Regions from separate parts of the Sus scrofa genome. Here region 1 is linked to region 2. The links are chromatin contacts, called in public HiChIP or PLAC-seq maps. All regions are on one chromosome and are shown on one strand. The core of a region is the stretch at or near the end of the contact, and the rest is flanking DNA. Distances in the headings are between cores, read along the strand shown.

Region 1 (3,884 bases), core at 1,043-3,542, 140 kb after region 2:
GCCCGGAGCCCCAGGTGTAGCTTTGTTTTGGGCATATGCTTGGATCTCCTCTGTTCCAAATGCAAGCAGTCGTGCAGGGTCCTGCCTAACACACAAAGGCTAGGAAGAATGTGGAAACAATGCCCCAGTATTTGAGCCAGGTCTAGGCTACAGTAGGGACACTGGGCAAAATCAGTAGAGAAGTTTGCTTTGCTGTCATGTCTCTCCAAACACCTGGAGGCATGAGAAGGTGAAATTTTATGCTGCTGGCCTTGTTCTGTTGTTTGTTTCATTTCTTTCTAATAAAAATGATTTGAAGGCAAAACCAGCGGAAGATTGATAGCTCCAAATCTGTGCAGTTTAGCAGTCACAGCAGACTTTGTTCTAGGATGGTTAACTCTTAGAGGTCAAAGACGTTACCTTCACAAGCATTTGCTCACTTCCCCCTCTGGGGCTGCTTCCCACTCTGTACAACTGGGAGTTGACCAACTTTCAAGGACATTTGCAGTTCTGATGCTCATTGGTTCTTTCATTTTTATTTTTTTGCTTTTTAGGGCCACCCCCGTGGCATATGCAAGTTCCCAGGTTAAGGGTCAAATCAGAGCTGCAGCTGCCAGCCTACACCACAGCTCACGGCAACGCCGGATCCTTAACCCACTGAGAGAGGCCAGGGATTGAACCCGCAACCTCATGGAACTTAGGCGGGTTCAATAACCACTGAGCCACGAAGGGAACTTCTCATTGGTTCTTTAAAAGAAAGTCCTATATCATCTCCTGCCTGTCACATGATCAGCCATCACGGTCTTGCCTTTGCAAGGAAGAGTTCACCTTGGCGTGCATTTTCCTCCACATTAATTCAGTAAACAGTGCGTGCCTCCGGCATTGCCGACACTGCTGCGGGGACAAGCTGGGAATACAGCCAGTCCTGGCCCCTCTGGAGCTGGCCATCTTATGGGGTCAGTCACACATGACCAAAATCTGAAAATGTGCAGTATCTGTAATACACTATAGTGTGATAAAATGTAACAACAGTCCACCAGCGTTAAGTACCATGAAGAGAAATGAAACAGCTTGAGGGCTGGGGAATGAGGAAAGCTGTTTTAGAAAGCGTGGTTGGGAAAGTCCTCTCTGTGAAGGTGGCATTTGGTGGGAGACCGTGGACGAGGGGGTGAGCCCTGGACATCCAGAGCAGACATGCCAGGCAGGGTCTGATCCCAGCGAGCTGGGTCTGGGAGGAAGGTCAGGAGGCCGCGGGTCAGGAAATGCGGCTGTGTCGCTGGATCCCCTCTCAGGGTTTGATGCCAAGTGTGATGGGACATCAGTGCTGTGAGCATGTTGCCAGGCAGTGGGGGCACTGAGAGACAAAATACAGTCTCTGCATGGAAGGGCCTAGAAGGCGCGCTCCTGCTAACGTGTGGCCATAAAGGCCAGTGGTGGGAGCTGTGTGTGGGATCTGTGCTGCCGTGCAGCTTCGTGGTGCTCCAGGGCCTGGAGGTGGTTGCTCTGACACCTCGCCCAGTAGAGGAACAGCTTCTGGACTGTAAAGAAAGGGAGAGCCGCAAAGAGGCACTTTCAGTGGAGAAGCTTGAGTGGGCAAGACCTATTTGGGAACTGGCCCAGCAGCCACAGCAGTGTCTCATAGTAGAGCCCAGGAAGTGCGTGAGCATCAGGCAGATGCAGGAGGAAAGGGCCCGCCCGGCCCTCCTCCCCAGGCTGCATGAGAAGGGGCTGCTCTTCAGCCCAGAAGAGCATCCTGACCAAGGGACCAGGCCCTCCTGCATGTCTGGCACATGGGAGGTTGGTGGTTCCCTGAGGCCTCGTCCTCTCCAAGAGCTGGAAGGGATGGTGGCCTCACAGGCCACCAGGCCCATGTGCCCTGTGGGTGAAGCCCTTGCCCAGGGGCCCAGCTAAGGAAGGACGGAGGTCAGCCTGGCCTTGGGTGCAGGTCTCTTGTCCTGTGCACGGCTGCGCTCTGCATGCTGACCAAGCCTTCCAGATACGCAAGGGCGTCCTGACCAGGGGTGGCCTTTCTGCAAACCAACATGATGGTCCAAGAGTGAGCCGGTTCCCGTCTTGGTCTAGGCTTCCCTGGGCTTCTCCCAGGTGGGAAAATTTGCAGGACCCCAGGGTACCAGGCGCAGCTCAGAGCCTGGGCCCTCAGGCCATCTGTCACTGAGAGCTGGGATAGGGGACACTCCTGGGACCGTCCCGCGTTCGAGCCGTGCCTGCCAGCAGCACGCTGGTGCCTGTCCGCTGCCACCGGCCATGAGATAATGTCTCTCCATTTCAGGACAGTGACATAGTCACATCAGACCTCGATGGCCAGTACGCACATTCCAGGCCTGAGACCAGGGTGGCAGTGGGGAAACCTGAGCTGTGGGGAGACATTCTCAGGCTCAAAAATCACAAACCCGAGAGGGAAAGGCATTTGATCAGAAAACGACACCATTCGGGTTATTTTAATGCCCTGGATTTGCGCTGCCCTTTAAGTGGAACCCCTTCTGTCACGGTACCACGGTGCCAAGTGGCCCGGGGGCAGATGACCTTCACTTGTTTTTAACCAAAGAACAAGGTCCCGCCTGGTTCGGGTGCTCCTCAAGCTGCTGATGGGCCTGTGTTTCCCGAGCCCCAATGCGTGCAGGCGGGTTGTGGGGCTCCGTGGCGCGACTTGCTCTGAGCACGGGGAGAGGTCTCTTCCCTTCCGCCCCCCTCCCCAGGGACAGCTCCTAAAGGTCCCCCCCTTTTTAGGCACTGTGCTGTTGAATGCCATCTGGGTACGTCCCCTGACACTTGAACGTGCAACTAAGGGGTAGGGGTGACTGTCAGCTGCTCAGAGAGGCAGTTCCCCAAACTGTTGGTCAGTTCTGATTGAGCACTATTTAGGGACCCACTGGGTCCTGAGCATTTTGCCGTGTGCCATGGAGAGTGCAAGCCCCCACACACCACAGGCTGGACTTGCAAAAAGTAGGTAAGAAAAGTGCAAAAGACAAGACAAGTACTCAGAGGGCTAGAAACAAATGGTCCAGGACCGACTGGTCTGGCACGGATGACAATGACATGAGGAAGGAAAAGAGAGACTGTTCCAGTGGACAGTCCACCTAAGGCAAGGCCTGGAGGTGGTGACGAGCATCCCCATATCAACGAGGCACCTAAGGCTTCTTATGGCTGAAGATTGAAGTAGAAGGGCTTTTTCCGAGGAGGGTGGGAGCACCTGCCCTTAGGCTGGCAGTGATGCTGGGTCAAAGTGTGTGGTTTATACATTTTTAAAGCTTTAGAGCAATGAAAAGCAGCTTGAATTAATGGCGAAAGGACCAACTGGAGTTCCAGGGGATGTGCACTCTGGGATGAGTTTTCACTGAAACATGGATGGCCGCCGTATGTCCAGTCTGCATGTGGAGGAGGATGCCGCGGGGGGCAGCAGAAACGTCCCTGAGCTGGAGGGTGGAAGGCCTGGTCTTGGGCTCCCCAGTGACAATGACAAACATTTATTAGGAACTGTGTGCTGCAGCTTATTCAAAGGGTCCTAAATATAGTAACTCAGCCCCTCCCCCATTCTGAGGACAGTACCATTATTATTCCCACTTAATGAATGAGAACTCATGCACAGAGATTTTAAGTCACTTATGGAAGGACACGGAGCTAATCAGTGGTGAAGTTGGGATTCACACCTGGTTGTCTGTTGTCCGACCTTCCTCGTTCCCTCCTTCCTTCCTTCCTTCTCTTTTTCTGTCTCTTTATGGCCGTACCCACAGCCTGTGGAAGTTCTCAGGCTGGGTCACATTGGAGCGGTAGCCACAGCAACACGGGATCTGAACTGCATCTGTGACCTACATCACAGCTCACGGCAGCACTGGATCCTTAACCCACTGAGTGAGGCCAGGGATGGAACCCGCGTCCTCACGGAT
Region 2 (3,556 bases), core at 945-3,444:
GTAAAGATTCAACAGTGAACAGGGAATGTGGCTGCTTTGGTGGAGAACCGTGCAGAGTTCCCGTGTGAAGCATAGTTGATTTCCAACGTCAAGAGTAGAAAAGGTGTTTCTGCTGCTCGGAACAGCCAGATGGCAGAGACACACAGGATGAGGTGTGGGGGGAGGCCCAGAGCTTCCGTGCCCTCCCCAGGCACCACACCCCCTGCCTCTCTGCTGTTCACCAACCCCGGCCTCGCTGCTGCCATGTGATCACGCTCTGATCGAGGGCCTTTTGAGCACTATGCTTGTCACTTGAGTTAAGAGCTTTCAAACACTGTTTTATGAAACCCTCACAACATTCTTATGAAGTAGATGTTATTATTTCTTTTACAAATGAGGAAAATGAGGCTCTGGGATTAATGCCCGAGGGTGCAGAGTTGATAAGCGGTGGACCCAGGATTTGCCTTCAGTCAGAGTCCACTGAGTATTTAACTATTATATTCAATGCAAAGAAAGTACTTATCGCAGTGAAATACTTAATGAAAAGCTGAGGGCCTGGAGCACAGCAAGTACTCAGTTACTGATAATTAGTGCCTCATCAACAGAATTTTGAGCTCACAGGGGGCAGAGAACAACCATGGGGGTATATATGTATTTTTTCATCTCCAAGTGTACAGAGCAGGACAGGACCATAAGTGCTTAACGCTCGGTGACCGACAATGACTTCGGAAGTAGGAATATGCGTGGAGAAGGAGCAGTTAACTTGGGTTCAGCACTAGTTCCAGGCATGCAATGTGGACATGTTTGGTGACGGTCAAAGCTCGCCTTTCCCAGAGGAGCCCGGCTGGCTGGGGTTAGAATCTCAGGCTCTCCTAGGGGCAAAAGAGCCTGGGAAAAGCAGCAAGGAGGAACAAGAAGGTCATTGCCAGCTGTAAGAGTTCTAGGATTTGGTTTCCAAAAAAAAAAAAAAAAAGTGGGGGGAGAGGATTTGGGTTCTCTGGGCTTTCAGACCTGAGGGCAATTGAAGGGACTTTCCTAATTCTTGGAACCAGCCACCAACTGGTGAGTCAAGGAAATGGTAAGGAAGCAGAGGGGAGGTCACTGTTTGACACCCTTTGGGGGGAAAATATCCAAAAATGATTCTGGCATAATCTTACTCTCAGTCTTCGTAGGAAAAACTGCGGGGTCTCAAAGGAACAAACATTGCATGGTCAGATGCAGCATCTTCCAGCCTGGGTAGCACCCTCCCCCACCCCAGTCTCCTTCCTGCAGGGCCTCCCTCACCCCAGGGTCTAGGTCCCCCTCCCAGCCATCCAGTACATCAGCCCTTCTTGTGTTCGGGCCACTCTTCGGCTGAGGGGGCCCCTAAGGAGCCATCGTTATTGTCAAGTGTGTGGACAATGGGTCAAGCCAGAAAATTTGGTTAACCTTGAAGCACCACCTAAGCATGAAGGAGCAAGAAGAGCATCCCAGACAAGCCCGGGACCCCTGAGAGGTCCACTCAGAAAGAATTGCTAGGGCTTGGTGGACAGGCCTCCCTGCTTTCTTCCAGTGCTAACAGCTAGAGGGAGTTAAAAGGATTTCTGAAAGGTTTATTTTGGGGTGGGTTTGAAAGCTCCCCTCTCTTGCTCTGTTTTTCTTTTTAGACAGCTTTGCACAAGGGGCAAGTCTCCTGCCAAAAGGCCTCGTAATGCCCCTCTTTGGGGACTGAATTTATCCGCTCAGCTGTCCCTTGTAAATTTATTCCTGTGTGAGATTTTTCCCAAACCATTCATTCCTCTGCTTAGCTCAGGCAGCTGGAATGCAGGGAAAAAAAATACATTTTTCTTTTTCTTTTCTTTCTTTTTTTTTTTTTTTTTCCCAAGAATGTGCTTTTTGTGTGTCAGGAGGGACTGGACTGAAGAGAAAACAAAACAAACGTGTGCACTGAAGCCCACGCAGACGCGAGTGTGAACAGCCCTGCCAGTGCCTGGGGGCCCTGGCTGGTGAGGGTGGCAGAGGGCTCTGGATGCCAGCGAGGAGACATCTGCGACATGGGCCTCAGGTCCCCAGCCTGGGCTGGCTGGCCAGAGAAACACCTCACTGGGTGTTTCCATGACAACATCACAGTTGAACTGGAATGGAAAGCCTCGTGCTTTTGAGCCTGGAGCGGCTCTCCAGCTGCACGTGTGCACCAGGCCGGCCCGAGGGGAGGAGGAGGAGGGTGTTGGGAACTTTTACTTTATTTTTCCTTGAGTGATTATGGTCTCTGAGGCAGGTGAGGGCTGTGGAAGGGCTGGAGGTGACATACGCACTTAAAGAATTTGGGTTGCCTTGGGGACAGTGAGAATTTTCCTGCAAGGCATGGTCTCTGGGGAAGCCTTGCATCTGGAGCTGATAGAGAAAGGCATGCCAGTGGGCGTGAGCAGGCCCGTGAGCTGCTGGCTGGCCTGCTGGCCTCCGCACCCCCAGGACATCTCTCCTTCCAGGGTATCCCAGCGCCTGGGGACAGGCAGAAATTTGGCAGCAAGAGCAGAAGAGTCAGGACAGACGTTTGCTCCCATTTTCTGGAAAGGACTCCAGGGCCTCGGAGCAAAGGGGGTCTGCAGTGAGCAATAAGCACAGGAGATTAGAGGTCCGGGCTGCATGCTATTCCAGCTGCAGCAGCCTAGTTCCAGGTCCCTGTCCAAGCCCACAGCATTTCGTGAGGGTTTCTTCCAAGAACAGCTTCATGGGAAGGAGCACAGAGGCCCTTATCCCACTGGGAAGTTCAACGTCCCCTTATGGGCTAGTGGACAGTTTCAACATTTAATGAGTCTACTCTGTCTCTTTCTGCCTATAGAAAATACATGCCTGCCTATAGAATATACACACCTGTGTCACTTAGATCCCTACAGCACCAGAGTAATTCTCAAGGACCTGCCACCCATCTGGGAGGCTGAGCGTGGTTTTGGCTTTAGAGAAGGGTCCCTTCTTCTGTTGTATTCTTGGGTCCCTCCTCCCCCTTTTTTGGAGCTGGGTTGATGGGACTCAAACGACCACAGCCATGCCTAGAAAGAGGCAAGATAGGAATGGAAGAGAAAGCCTCTGTCTTTAGGGAGCTGGTGGTCTGATGGGGGGTGTGGTAGGAACCTTAGGGCCACACCAGCCTGGAAAACAAGTCAGGGAGGGGAAAGGCACAGACTTCTCAAACTTCACGGTGCAGCAGAAGCAGCTGGTCATCCTGTTAAGAGGCCCATTCAGTCAATGTGGGTGCACTGAGGTTCTGCCTTCCTAACCAGCTCCAAGGTGATGGCAATGCTGCTGGCCCATTGGCTGCCCTTGGAGGAGCAAAGGCTAGAATGATCATTCCATGGAGCCAGGAAGGGATTTTTGCACTGTGGAGAATGGAAGAACATTCTTTTTTTTTAGCTACATTTGAGGCATGTAGAAGTTCCCAGGCTGGGGATAGAACCCACTGAGGCATGAGGGAACTCCTGGAAGAACTTTTTTCTTTTTTTTTTTTTTTGTCTTTTTAGGGCCACATCTGCTGCATATGAAAGTTCCCAGGCTAGGGGTCAAATTGGAGCTGCAGCTGCCAGTCTATGTCACAGCCACA

Evidence for each region. HiChIP or PLAC-seq counts read pairs in DNA pulled down with a chosen protein or histone mark.
Region 1: a contact with region 2 is called in an H3K27ac HiChIP or PLAC-seq map of skeletal muscle, with 3 times the contacts expected there. The contact joins two enhancer-like sites. A contact is called at or near these places in 1 of 47 Hi-C or Micro-C datasets (embryonic fibroblasts) and 1 of 2 datasets of contacts at active chromatin or transcription factors (skeletal muscle).

Annotation. Positions count from the first base shown.
Region 1 is chr9:57,503,114-57,506,997 of Sscrofa11.1, forward strand. No RefSeq gene overlaps it. Among named protein-coding and RNA genes, the nearest start is that of SNX19, 53 kb to the right of the region's middle. Within about 2 kb of position 2,293, at least 1 of the 83 cell types and tissues checked has an H3K27ac peak or open chromatin away from gene starts, as enhancers often do. A contact at or near this core is called in skeletal muscle, where this site is marked.
Region 2 is chr9:57,361,992-57,365,547 of Sscrofa11.1, forward strand. No RefSeq gene overlaps it. Among named protein-coding and RNA genes, the nearest start is that of SNX19, 190 kb to the right of the region's middle. Within about 2 kb of position 2,195, at least 38 of the 83 cell types and tissues checked have an H3K27ac peak or open chromatin away from gene starts, as enhancers often do. A contact at or near this core is called in skeletal muscle, where this site is marked.